Linked DNA regions of Sus scrofa: region 1 is linked to region 2. Evidence: chromatin contacts called from public HiChIP or PLAC-seq data. All regions are on one chromosome and are shown on one strand. The core of a region is the stretch at or near the end of the contact, and the rest is flanking DNA. Distances in the headings are between cores, read along the strand shown. Region 1 holds the start of AMCF-II (alveolar macrophage-derived chemotactic factor-II). Region 2 holds the start of CXCL8 (C-X-C motif chemokine ligand 8).

Region 1 (7,006 bases), core at 2,911-5,410, 76 kb after region 2:
TTGGATGCAAAGTTCATTTATTTCATCCTTTCCCAAGCAGATTTAATCTGAAATGAGTAGCAAGAAGATTAGATAATGAGCAAAAGGAGGGAAAACATTCCTGACCTATCACAATAAATCTGGGACAACTTTCAAGCAAAAACTATCTCTAAATGATGCGACGTCTTCATCGGACTGCCAAACTGAATGTGAAAGGAGACAGCCTTCATTGATATTGCATAGTCAACCCAAGAGGAAGGGGCTTTTTCCTTCCCTTTTGCACACAAGCAAGTAACTCCACTTTCCACTTAAACCCTTATTGGATGATAAACTCTTATACTGATATCTACAATGTGTTTAAACTGAAAATGATGTGTCCACATGTTTACTTACTGCATTTGTTAAAGGTAATATAAAGAGTAGTATACATAAAGGAAAATAAAAACTTTGAAAATTATTTGAAAAGGCCTAACTCACATCAAATAATGAAAGGCTTCTTTGATTTGTTGGAAGAGATCAATTTAAAGTAATGTTCCCACATTTTGACGTTCAACGCAATAGAACCTAATCAGAATTTTCCGTTATCACTCATCTCCAGCAATCTCTAAGTCACATAAAATATACATTTTTGTTGCTATTTTAGTGATGTGTTTTTTCTTTTAATATCAAATATGCTATTTGAACATGTTTTTGAATAGTTTGGATTCCAAAGACTGAAAATATCACCTGAACGATCCCGAAGAATAACCAAGAAACAATGCCTAACACAGGGAAAAGCCAATTCAACATAGTTGAGATCAGGTGTGAATGAGAGTGAACCTTCTATTCTTTCCTCCTCAACTTTAAGATCCACCTGTAATTTAAAAAACACCACAAAACAAAAAGTTATCATTAATTGTCATCAAATGTTCGTAGACTGCTTGCTACTGGACTTGGAATTTATGGGCGTTCATGTGAGAAATACAAGCTATCACTGCTTATTTTAAAGTTTATAGTTGATTTGAGAGAGACAAATGCAAAATTACAAAATAATTCATAATTAATTCTGTCTTAGGAGATAGCTTTTATAAATATATTAAAAGACTGAAGGCAGGAGGACTACATTTCAATCATCTTTGTCAGAATAAAACTTCTAAGGCGAAATAGGACTTTGCACTGGTCTTAAAGAGAGAGGTTTAGAAAGCAGGTGAAAATTTTAGGCTGGCTAACCCGAAAGCCTCTTGGATATTTGACATCATTGTGACCTCAAAGGCCAGGAGTAGAAAGACTAAGGATTTCAACAGCTTAAAATATGATTGTTGAGCAATAAAGTGGTTAACCAGATATGAATAGTTATGGGGTATTTGCCAGAACTGTGAAGAAAGTGGTTAGTAATCTGGAAACCATTAAAAATTTCTTGGAGCAGTCGTTAGTGCTTGACTACCAATCTTGGATTTTCTACTACTTAACTCTTTCTCTGGCCTTCTTTTCTTTCCCTAGCTGAAAAATGAGGGTAAGAAAATGATTTTCACCTGCCTGAAAGACTCAATATGAGGCTCAAAAGACCATGAACATGAAAGAGTTTTGAAAGCTGTAAGCCATCAAGAAGGCTTTAATTCCTCTTACATTACTCTGTGGTATCATGACTAAATTTGGATTGCTCTTGACACTCAACCTTTCAGGCTATCAGGATGTCATTTTGTGGATCGCTTTATTATACTTTGGGACAAAAATAGCAAAGTGTCTTTCTCTACAACCTGGACACAGTGCAAGCAAGGCAAATGGCTTACCTTTAGATTTGCAATAAAGAAGCAATTACTTTTGAAGAGCACTGTCTCCTATGGTATTCAGTGTTGTCATTGTCAACGGCAGTGAGACTTTGGTCCATCCACATTCCTACCTGTCTTTCACAAGTTCTACAGCAAGGATGCCTAGACAGGAGCCAGGCATGGGCCATGAGCCATAATGATTTCAATAAGAACTCAGGTTAAGTTACACACTGCTTCCTGATTAGGCTGGGCAGCCCAACAGCCCATTTCTAGTGGGGACTTCCTATTACCTGTTTGTCAGGTGTAAAAATATTTAGCTTTACAGCCCAAGGTAAGTTGATCCTGAGTGCAAACCAGGTGAAGCACACACATCTGCAATGGTGTCTGGAGGAACTGGAAATCACATTTCATGATCTTTCTCTGATCTTACCATTTGGTGCCCAAACTAATTCATATGTTCTTTATATGTAAAACAGCTTATTTGAAACCTAAATACACACACACACACATAAACTCAACAACCCATTGAGTCATTAAACTTTTCTCCCTCACAAAGTCTATACTGTGGTTTCTTTCCTGTGGTTAAGTTGAACTTAATTGCCCAAGATGCTTAGCCACGTTTTAAAAGTTTTATCTACATCAGTGAGGTTTTTGTCTTTCGAAACATGATAATGTCTAGAAAGACAATATAGTAAACCTGAAGGCTGCTTCCTCAGATCACCACTCCCCAGAAGGATGAAGCATTGAATTCATTATCAGGTGTGATGCTGATGGTACTAGGAAGCTGTACAGCAGAGACAACTTCCTGTTTAACTTCCCACATGGTGAGGCCAAATTTCTCAGCCTTCCTCAACTAGGGAATTTCTTAAGTTTTCTTCCAGATGACAAGGTCTAAAGGTGTAGGACACCTCCTCCTTGCTCACCAGTGGAGGTGCTCTCCTGACAAGGAAGATGTATGGAGGAGTTAAGAAAATCTCCCAGGGTCAGAGGGGATAAGGAAAAGAATTTTGCTTCATGACTAGTTTCTGATTGCCATGTTTACCCATTGCTTTGGCTGGCCTACTGTTGAACACAAGAGTCTTGAGAAAGGTCCAGAATCAGATCTAGTTAGATTTCCATGAAAGAAAGCCTACATGAAATACCAATATCATACTCATGCTAGTCATGAAACCAGATACATGGAAGATCTAGCCATTAAAACTTCAGAGTTCTAACTAATTCCACAGAGAAGAGAGAGATCGAGGAAGCTGGAAGCTACCTCACCCCTCAGCTTCAGGGGTCAGCTCTGAATTCACTTGGACTAGAGCAGGACTGTGGAAACAGGCTTGGTCACACTGCTGATCATGAAGCTGGATGGTTCCAGAAGCTTGTGTGTGAGTCACCCTTCCCTCTTATGAGGTTGTTTGAGTGAAGTCAGAGTGGATGCTGTTTTGGTGCCAAATTGATTCAAGTTCCTAGACCCAAAGTTCCATATGAGCCCCTCAAACTCATCACACTCCACAGCGTCTCCAAAGTAAGTCAATTACACACCTGGCTAGAGTCTGGAGCCATAGCTAAGACAGGCTAGGCTCTTCTGCACTGCTTCAGGGGGTACTCACCCCACCCTATCCCACCCCAGCCAAGACCATACCTGTTCAGATTCCATGGTGCACTGAACTGCAGAAAGTAAGGCATCCTTTCCCACGGCAATCTGCGGCTGCATGATTTTTGTTTTCCTTAAACCACCTTGACACACATATTTGCAAAACTAAGTATAAGATTTCCAGCAAGAGACTTGATTTTGTAGCCCTGTTCCTGCCATTGACTTCAAGTGAGAGTAGAAACACTCATGTTCTCTTAGCTTCTAAGACTGGCTGAAGTTCAGAGAATTATAAAATAATTAAGAAAACTAGAACGGTCTGCCTGCAAGCAGGAGCCAGAAAGTCTTTCAGTTTAGTGCAGTTTTAATCATGGCTTACATTTCCCGATTAATAATGACAATATCATTATAAATGAAAACAGTAATAATGATAATAATAATAATTACAAAGGACATTTAGAAATTTTTCTAAAGTCAAACGTCTCAGCTACTTTATTTCCAGTTTTCCTCTTTACATAGAGATGAAAGGCACTTCTAAGAAGACTGTCCCCCAGGAGAGGCTGGCTTTCACCAGCCGGGGCTGGCTAGACTGTTCCTCACCTCCAGTAGGAACTCCTTCCAGCGCCGGCAAGCAAGGTCATCCCGGAGTCAGGGGTGCGAGCAGCTCAGCTCCTCCCAGCCACCCACCTCCATCCCTACTACCCAGCCCCCTTCCTCCGCCCCCCTCAGTCCAGGGAATTTCCCAAGCATCCCAAAGGTTGGGTTTCCTGCCCCGAGGAAGGGGCGAGTGCAGATAAAAGGGATGCTGAGGACTCGAAGTCCACGCTCTCTGGAGCTTCAAATCTCCGCGCCTTCTCCCTCCTCCTGAACTCCTCTCGCTGCGCTCTCTTCGCCACTATGAGACTCCTAACCAGTCGCGCTACCCGCGTTCCCAGCCCTTCCGGCTTGCTGTGCGCAGTGCTGGCGATGCTGCTCCTGACGCCGTCGGGGCCCCTTGCCAGCGGTGAGAGCGCACAGCCAGCGGGATGCACCCCGGGAGGGTTCCGGGCGGCTCTCGGCAGGAGCGGGGAAGTGTCCCAGGCGGGCTGGCTGGGGAAGAGTTTTTCCAAGCAGCCTGCGTATAACAGTGTCCCTCTTTCTACCCCAGCTAGTCCTATCGAGGCGGCCGAGGCGGCTGTAGTGAGAGAGCTACGTTGCATGTGTTTAACCACCACACCCGGGATTCATCCCAAGATGATCAGTGATCTGCAGGTGATCCCCGCAGGACCGCAGTGCTCCAAGGCAGAAGTGATGTAAGTCCTTGTGCGCGGCTCTGTGCACTGTGACCTTGGCAAAAAGGAAAGACCCCCCCCCCGCCCTTCCCCACTGCCCCCAGCCTGGGTCTTCAGCCCCTTCAGCTCACAGAGGCATCTTTTTTTTCTTTCTGCAGAGCCACCCTGAAGAATGGAAAGGAAGTCTGTCTGGACCCAAAAGCTCCTCTGATCAAGAAAATCGTCCAGAAAATGTTGGACAGGTACCTATCACTTTGATCTTTTTGGTTTTCTTAATCTCTCTTGGAGTGTGGATTTCACATGGTCTTTATTCTATGCGTGGGATTTGGCTACACATTCTAGGACATGCTTAGTATAAAAAGGATGGTCGGGAGAAGAGTGGGAAATTGTTCTAGAATGTCCTGGGAAAATCCTTATCACCAATCTCATGTGTGATTGCCTAGAAAATTACACAGAACTCATTATTGAGATGTGTTTTTTGTTTGTATAGTCCTGGAATCCACCCTTTGCTTTTGATTTGATTGATTCTAAACTCTGCTTTGGAAACAGGTTGGGGTAGACAGGTGTGTGGCAATTGGGTTTAATTGATATCATTCTTTTCTCAACAGTGGGAAAAAGAAAAATTAAGAGAAAGGATCATGCATTGGAAAAAAATCGCCCAGTTCTTCAGCAGAAGAGTTTTCTGGAGATCTCTGGACCCAGTGAAGACAGAAAGCAAGGGCTGATTTTCTCTGAGTTAGGTTTCTAGGTGAATTCCCCACTAGGAGAGAGGGGTGGGAGGAGGGAAACTATGATCCTGCAGCTTTCTGCTCAATTTACAAAGTGGTTAGCATACCCTTTCCTGCTCCTTATTTGCTGTTATTTCATCTGCTATGCTACTGAAATATTTAGCAGTTGACTAAACTGTAAGTCAAGAATCACTGGGTTGTTAATCTTTCAAGGTGACTATTGTAGTTCTAGAATATACTTTGTATAGTACTATGGAAAAAGCCATAGATTTGATGTGTGAATGATATTTCATTAGAATGCTGTATACCCTCACTCTGTCATGAAATAGGAACCGCTTTAGTATTGTTTGGCAGGGGGAGTGGGGGAGAAGAGAACTGTCCTTAGCCTTGACCCTGGGAAGCTCTTTAAATTATATTGCATTAAAAAACTGGGTGTATTATACAGCTATCTGTGTAGAATATATTTCCTTATTTAGAATTTCTAAATGTATGAGTTCTGTAAGGACCAACATATTATTTTCTGATAAATTTAGACATTTGATGTCTTCTTTGTATGGCATAATGTCATGACTTATTCATTAAACTTTGATTTTATATGGTATTTATTAACTATTTTATTAGGAGTATTATCTTTCTAGCCACTAAGTATATGTTTGGGATTGATGAAAAAGCTAGGAACTAGGTAAATTCCTTATTACTAGTCTTTTAAGAGTAAAGGCAAACTTAACAATGATCTATATTCTGAAAATTTTGTAAACATATTTGAGCTCTTTGAATATAAACTCATCATTTAGTTTTTTTTTAAATATGCACAGTTCTGCTAAGGTTTATAGATGCTTATACTGTATCTTTTTAAAGTTTTGACTATTTCATTACAAATAATTACATATGCATCACATTTACTATGTTAAAATTGTACTTTATTGATGTATGTCTCATTGGTTGATAGTACTTCTGTGCTTTGGAAAAAATAAAAGACTTATAAAATGTATTCATGTTCTTTCTTCCATCTTATACTATTACAAAAATGTCATTCATCTTTAATTTTACATTATGGTAAAAATTAACTGGGCCGGAGTTCCCGTCGTGGCGCATGGTTAACGATCGACTAGAACATGAGGTGCGGTTCGTCCTGCCTGCTCAGTGGGTTAACGATCTGGCGTTGCCGTGAGCTGTGGTGTGGTTGCAGACGCGGCTCGGATCTGCGTTGCTGTGCTCTGGCGTAGTGGCGGCTACAGCTCGATTCACCTAGCTGGAACTCCATATGCGTGGAGCGCCCAAGAAATAGCAACAACAGCAACAACAACAACAAAAGACAAAAAGACAAAAGACAAAAAAAAAAAAAAAATTAACTGGGCCCCTCTCTGGGAACATTTCCAATGTTTTTGCATTAGTTCAGCTTTTCTCCAAGCTCACTCCTCTTCCAGTTACTCCAAGGCACCAACAACTTTGTGTTTTTTAGAAAACACAATTTGGTGAGACTTCCTTACCTTAAATCCTTTACTGACTCTCTAGATAGGACTAGATAGGACTTGAGAGTTGCAAACCATGACAAATTAGGCTCCATCTCATGACTCCTGATTACAACTTCAACTTCATTTTTCCTTAGCATCTTTGCAGTCAGGAATTTTGCTCCCTAAAAGGATGTGTTCTATCCAGGCCCAGGCCTTTGCATTGGGTAGGGCCTCTTCCTGGAAGGGC
Region 2 (6,501 bases), core at 3,014-5,513:
AAATAAAGCAGACATCATTTCTGACCTTGTGGAATTTCCAATCCAGCGAGTGAAGCATATATCAATAATCACACGGATGGGCTGAGCACTCTTTAACAGAATCCGGCGTGAAGTTTGGATTCCAATCAAAGCATATTTTAAATGCTTTCATGATCCCTAAGGCCAAAGTGGGAAAAAGAACTAGTTAAGGTGAAGCTCACATTTTGAAACAAAAGCTTCAAAACAATCAAAGCTTTAAGAAGGAGAGTTGTAAGAAACGAAATATAGAAATTACAACATAAGATCTGTTTTTCCACTTCAGCTACTTTCTTCGAATTTCTGAGAACTTCGTCTCAACTCAGCTTTTTAAAGTATCACATGCCTATAAACCCAAAAGATCCAAAAAAAAAAAAAGAAACTTTTAAGAAAAGAGGAAAAATAACCTTATAAAATTGTACAGCCTTGAATTAACACTTTTAAAACCATTTTTTCCCCCTCCGGCCACTTGACTCATCTGCTTGTGTGGGTCTTGATTACTTCAAGATATAATTAAACACATGTATGTCTAGTCATTTCTAATATAGCAACTTCCCTTTCTGCCAAATGATTTCATTTCCTATGATCTTTACTTCGCACGAAAAGATTCCTAGTGCCAAATAATATATAATTGTTGTTATTTCAAAGATATATATTTTATTGTAAAATTGGAGTAAACAGTCTCTAAAACTTTTGTATCATAAATCTAAAAAAGAAATGACTCTAAGTAGCCAATCACGTTGAATTTTTTTTTCACATTGAGGACAGGCTGATCTTCAGCACCAAGACCATAATAAATGCCTGTTCCAAAACCAGCCTTTTCCTCCAATCCCGTCCTTTAAACTCCAACCCCAAATCTTCATTGATTGGGAGATAGAACTTGGAAACAATACTCAATCCTCTGTGTATATCAATAGTATTTTTTAAACACACAAAAGTGAATTTGAATATTTAGGCATAAAGAAAAAAGCTCTATAATTAGAAGGAAAACAATCAGCTAGATGTAAGCTTTAAGCAATTTGTTGTCTTAATACATCTTTACTTTTTGATTGGTAAACTTAAAAAAAAAATGTAGTTCTCCCACACCAGGCATTTACTGAACAAACCAACATTATTGAAACAAAGAGACTGGGAATTTTCTTTAAAATTCAGGTTTTGCTTACATTTCTGGCTCCAACTTTTCCTCTCCTCACTTCTATACGTATTTTTCATATAATACTCAACAATTTCAGGAATCCAGTTGGATGTGTTCTCTTACATCTCATTATCTTCTACCTGCTTCCCTTCCATTAACAAAGCAGTCACCCCTTCTCCCCACCCCATTGGTCTTGCTCCTACTCATCACTAACACTTGGTTACAATTTTGTAGTTGTTTCTTCAGACAACCCCATTCATCAAAACTGCATCAGAGGTCCTGCTTGTTTGCTCCCCGAGCTTCTTGTCATTTTCTGCATTATAACATTCATCACTGTGGTGCATGTGTATTAATTTATTATAACTAATTGTCCATATTCTACATTAGGCTGCAAACTCTTTGAAGTGAGAGACTCTATTGTATTTATAGAGTTTTCACATCTCCTACTACAAGACCAGCATTAGCAGATATTCAACATATATTAAATAAACAAGTGAACCACCAAGATCTACCAAAAACAGTAGAGATTTAAAAACAGTAAGAACTGCATTACATGTGATAAATGCTTACTTTGCTACAGAGGTTGATGTAAGGTACTATTTTGTCTTCAAGTCTTATATTGGTTGGAGGAAGAAAAAGAAACATGGCTGTTCAGAAACCAAATAACCTCTTTGGAAAATACTTAAACTTGGCATTGCCCTTCCTCACACGATTATGTGCACAAGCTCAGTGCTTCCTCAAGCTCCCTGGGAAAGAAGCTGAATCAAGTGGAATTCTTTCTAAATTATGTACTTGCCCAGAGGTGTCCAGATTTTACTATTTGTAAGCTCCCTTCCTTAGTGTCTCTTTCTCAAGGAAGTCCTGACTAATCTCTGAGGACTCAAGAAGATGAAGTCAGAAACTTCATTAAATCATACAAAGACAGCTCTGTGTCCTAGTGTTCTGAAGAAAAGTCCTTTCAACTCGCCTTTGTGAATGTGCTTTTAGACCAAGACTAAAACTAGTAAGTTTTGGAAACAACAGCTCCACCACTGGTTAGATATATGAACTTGGAGACATGATTGAGATTCCTCACCTGTAAGATGAGGACTTCACTACTTATTCTATTGTCGTGAGGATTAATAAACGTACACACAACAGTCCCTGACATCCAGTAAATTAAAGTGATATTTAAGAAGTTAGCTGGGGTCACCAAACAAGTCTTTCAGCAAAGGAAGTTTTCCCCCCAAACCATAAATATTCATATTCTGGAACATCATAACTCCTGGTTTAATTTTCAATATTTTTTGTCAAATAATTTTTTAATGCTGTTTATCTTCTTTTTTGTCTTTTTGCCTATGTCAAATAATTTAATTTAAATCCTATACTGGTATTTAAACTAATTATTTCCTCAAGCATTGTGAAATTCCATTGATTTTAAGACTCTCTTTACTACAGATTTTCAACCTGAAAGGGCAGTTTGAACTCTAATACAACCTCATTTTAATCCGGAGTTTTAAATTTTAGCAACTCATGACTCTACTTATTCTATTTATTATATTGTTGTATTATGTGCTGTAATAATGGCTCGACTAGGTATTTCAGAAACCAATCTTTCGTCAAGAATTCTCTAAGGCAAATAAGATTTTTAGGAAAATAATTGTTGGTGGAATATCTTTGTAGTTTTTTTTGTTTTGTTTGTTTGCTTTTGTCCTTTTAGGGCTGCACCTGTGGCATATGCAAGCTCCCAGGCTAGGGGTCAAATTGGAGCTGCATCTGTGACCTACACCACAGCTCACACAATGCTGGATCCTTAACCCACCCACCGAGTGAGGCCAGGGATCGAACGCACATCCTCATTACCACTGAGCCACAATGGGAACTCCTTTTTTGTAGCTTTGAAGTCAATCATCTGACAAAAATGAGAAATCAAGCCATAGCTCTTAGAGTAAATGGAAATTCACCTGTTTAACATTTAATCTAAGAAATTTATGTAGATTAACTTTATGAGATAGGTGGATGCTATTAAACCCGTTTTATAGATATAAACTGGAACTCAGGAAACCTAAAAGCCACACAAAAACTAGGTGGCTGAATCAGGGTTTAAACCCAAATGCACTTTCCACTAAGCACACGCTGCTTACCTTCCTATTACGTGCTGCCTCATCCCCTCCAACCAAGTAGCCTCAGTGAACCACATCCTGGAGCATAAACAATTCTTCATTTTACCACCTGAGTATCTTTGAATCATGTCCCCACCTAAATATTCTTGTTCTCTTCATCCTCTTCTGTTAAAGTCCTCCGTACCTTGCTCAAAATGTTCACGCACTATTCTATCCTCATATTCTCGTTGGAATCAATATCTTGGTATCACTTGTTTGTTCTGTAATATATTCTGGTCTTTATGCTGCTTTCATTTTCTATTAGATCAACCTCCTTAAAAACAAGTGCATAGTCTTACCCATCTCTAGATTCCCACACTACTCAGAAGTTGCTTGAGAAGTATTTGTGGAACTGAACTGAAAGGTGTGCCCTTTCACTCTGTTAAACATTAGAAAACCGAATCTTTTGAAAAGTTGTTAACATGCTCTTTGAGAGCAGTAATCTCTCCTGGATACTTTCCCAAATGCTTAGAAATGGACTTCTGGTAAATTATGTCCCCAGTAAAAGTGATTACCTAGATTACCTTCTCTACTATTACAGCTCATCTAATTTACCTAAAGAAGTAATTGTGCCATAAAAGAATAATCACAAATGATAGTCCTCTAACAGCTGCCAGATAGTACCATGATAAAGCTACTTACAAATACAAAAGATGGCAATTGACAATAGGGTTCAAACTAGGAAAAACTGAAGCATCTTAAACAATATTTTAAAACGTGTTAAAAGAGACATGCTTTTTAACAAAATCAAAACAATTAAATTCTTTGAAAGATCAGGTAAGAAGCTCAATGCTGCTGAAAACATGATAAGAAACCAATCATTAGAGGAGTCAGATGACTCAGGTCTGCTCTCAAAGGGCGGGGGGATGGTTGCGTAGTGTGGAATTTCCTCTGACATGATGTAAGCATGAGGGCGCACATGTTCCCTACTCTTGAGATGGTATAAAAAGCCACAGGAGCTCTCCATCCAGCACAAGTCCCCTGGGACAGCAGAGCTCACAAGCTCCTAGGACCAGAGCCAGGAAGAGACTAGAAAGAAAACAGCTCGTGTCAACATGACTTCCAAACTGGCTGTTGCCTTCTTGGCAGTTTTCCTGCTTTCTGCAGCTCTCTGTGAGGGTAAGCAATATTTCTGATGTATAGAGTGTTCCTGTGTCTAAATGTGGTCCTCAGATAGCAAGATGATCGCAAAGGCCTTGATAAACATCTTTTTTATTTAAGGAAAGAAAACCAAGGATGGTTTTCTTTCCTTAAATAAAAATTGAATGTTAAATTTTTAGATGACATCAGAACGATATTTAGAAAAGTATAAAGTTGATTTATAATACATGTTCTATTCCTATCATTCATACTCTATAGCATGAATATATTTAACATTAGAGTATATCTTATCGGAGGCCACAATAAGAGGTCCCTAAATTAACTATTGAGTAAGGTAACGCAGGTAATTTGGCTCCATCTACTATTTCATTGACAAACTTCAGACAACTATCAATGGTTCTTTGGCTTAAACATATCTTGACAGATTATAAACTCTATTGGGATCCCTCTGATGAAAGAAATATAGTTTAAAATTATTATGATATATCTAATGATATATATATATACTGTATGTATTTTTACATATCATACTGTATTTCTTTCAGTATTCATTTAAACAGTGTGTGTATGTGTATATATATATATATATATATATATATATTCTTTTATGCATTAAGGATTTTGTTAAGATATAGGACAATCTCTGTGCCACTCCCATCTTTCTCTATTAATTCTTCCTGAAGGTATTTCCTTATTGGTGGATCTTAGCTTGCCTAACATCAATAGCACTGTGGTATCCCAGAAGATTATGCCATATCAAGTAGGAGGAAAAAGTACTGTGATGATGTCAGCATTGCCTAAAGACAACTCAAAGTCTTTATGTCATTCAGGATTGTCAAGAATGACTCTTCTTAAAACAAAGAGAAAACTGAGATCAGGGGCTAGGAGACTATCTAGCCATCAATTTCAGGACTAAGTTTGCTAAAGATGTGATTTTTACCAAATGCATAGTCATCAAATGACCACACTGGAATTAATGAGCATAAAGCCTCTTGATGAAATTAATCCTTAATTGCCTTTTTTTGCCCACAGCTGCAGTTCTGGCAAGAGTAAGTGCAGAACTTCGATGCCAGTGCATAAATACGCATTCCACACCTTTCCACCCCAAATTTATCAAGGAACTGAGAGTGATTGAGAGTGGACCCCACTGTGAAAATTCAGAAATCATGTAAGTAATTTCAAAAGTGATTAGATATTTCACTCTAGCAAACCTAGAATTGGGGGAGGTGGAAGAAACCAACAAAGTTCTAAGAACTATCAATTCATAGTGAGCAAAACAAAAAGGAAAAATTCTTTGTCTGCATGGCATTTAAATATGGCCCCTTCCATGACTCATAGCTAAAAATTGGCTTGGGCTTAGATTTTATGCCTGTACTTAAGGAACCATGACCTGAATGGCAAAAGGATGTTGGAAACCCTTAAATATTGATTTTAACTGTTATCTCTCTCATTTCAGTGTTAAGCTTGTCAATGGAAAAGAGGTCTGCCTGGACCCCAAGGAAAAGTGGGTGCAGAAGGTTGTACAGATATTTTTGAAGAGGTAAGTTTTTTAAAAATTTTGATTATTTATCTTGTGACATACAGTAAAAGTTAGCTTATAAATTTCCAGCTGCTGCTGCAAATTTTCTCTTTTAAGTATCTGCCTCTTTGATGAAAAACAAACAAACAAAGAAATTAGCAGCAACAGTGAGCTTCTTGTACTTGTAATTGGGAGGTAATGCATCCAGAAAGTATGGGCAAGCGTCTTGCCCTGGATCAGTAGTATGTCTCCCTCTCAATCTCAGAAGTGTTTAGATGACAACTTATTTAACCTCTCTATTTATAGTTGAAAATATAGGGTATTTCTAACACATAAATATCTAAGACCCTATTAATATCTATATTAGATATATTTTCAAGAGCGTACATTCCTCCTTATTTAAGTACCGTTCGTTTTTAACTTTTTTAAAAATTTCATTTATTTTTAGAACTGAGAAGCAACAACAACAGCAGTAACAACAACAAGCAAAAACCCATTCTCCGTGGCTCCCAAGAATTTCTCAGTAAAGATGCCAACACAACTTCAATCAAATCTACATCTATGCCTCATTCCTGTGCTGGTCAGACATA

Evidence for each region. HiChIP or PLAC-seq counts read pairs in DNA pulled down with a chosen protein or histone mark.
Region 1: an H3K27ac HiChIP or PLAC-seq map of alveolar macrophages shows a contact between it and region 2, with 3 times the contacts expected there. The contact joins the promoter of AMCF-II here to the promoter of CXCL8 in region 2. A contact is called at or near these places in 2 of 47 Hi-C or Micro-C datasets (embryonic fibroblasts and retroperitoneal adipose tissue) and 1 of 2 datasets of contacts at active chromatin or transcription factors (alveolar macrophages).

The regions. Positions count from the first base shown.
Region 1 is chr8:70,004,065-70,011,070 of Sscrofa11.1, forward strand. AMCF-II (alveolar macrophage-derived chemotactic factor-II) reads left to right here and starts at 4,161. Exons shown (of 4, transcript NM_213876.1): 1 at 4,161-4,309; 2 at 4,454-4,598; 3 at 4,736-4,819; 4 at 5,186-6,296. The coding sequence starts at 4,204. The coding sequence ends at 5,204.
Region 2 is chr8:69,928,383-69,934,883 of Sscrofa11.1, forward strand. It overlaps CXCL8 (C-X-C motif chemokine ligand 8), which reads left to right and starts at 4,264. Exons shown (of 4, transcript NM_213867.1): 1 at 4,264-4,410; 2 at 5,425-5,560; 3 at 5,849-5,932; 4 at 6,360-6,501. The coding sequence starts at 4,347. The coding sequence ends at 6,387. LOC106504691 (a long non-coding RNA gene) reads right to left here and starts at 3,743. Exons shown (of 4, transcript XR_002346702.1): 1 at 3,274-3,743; 2 at 26-156.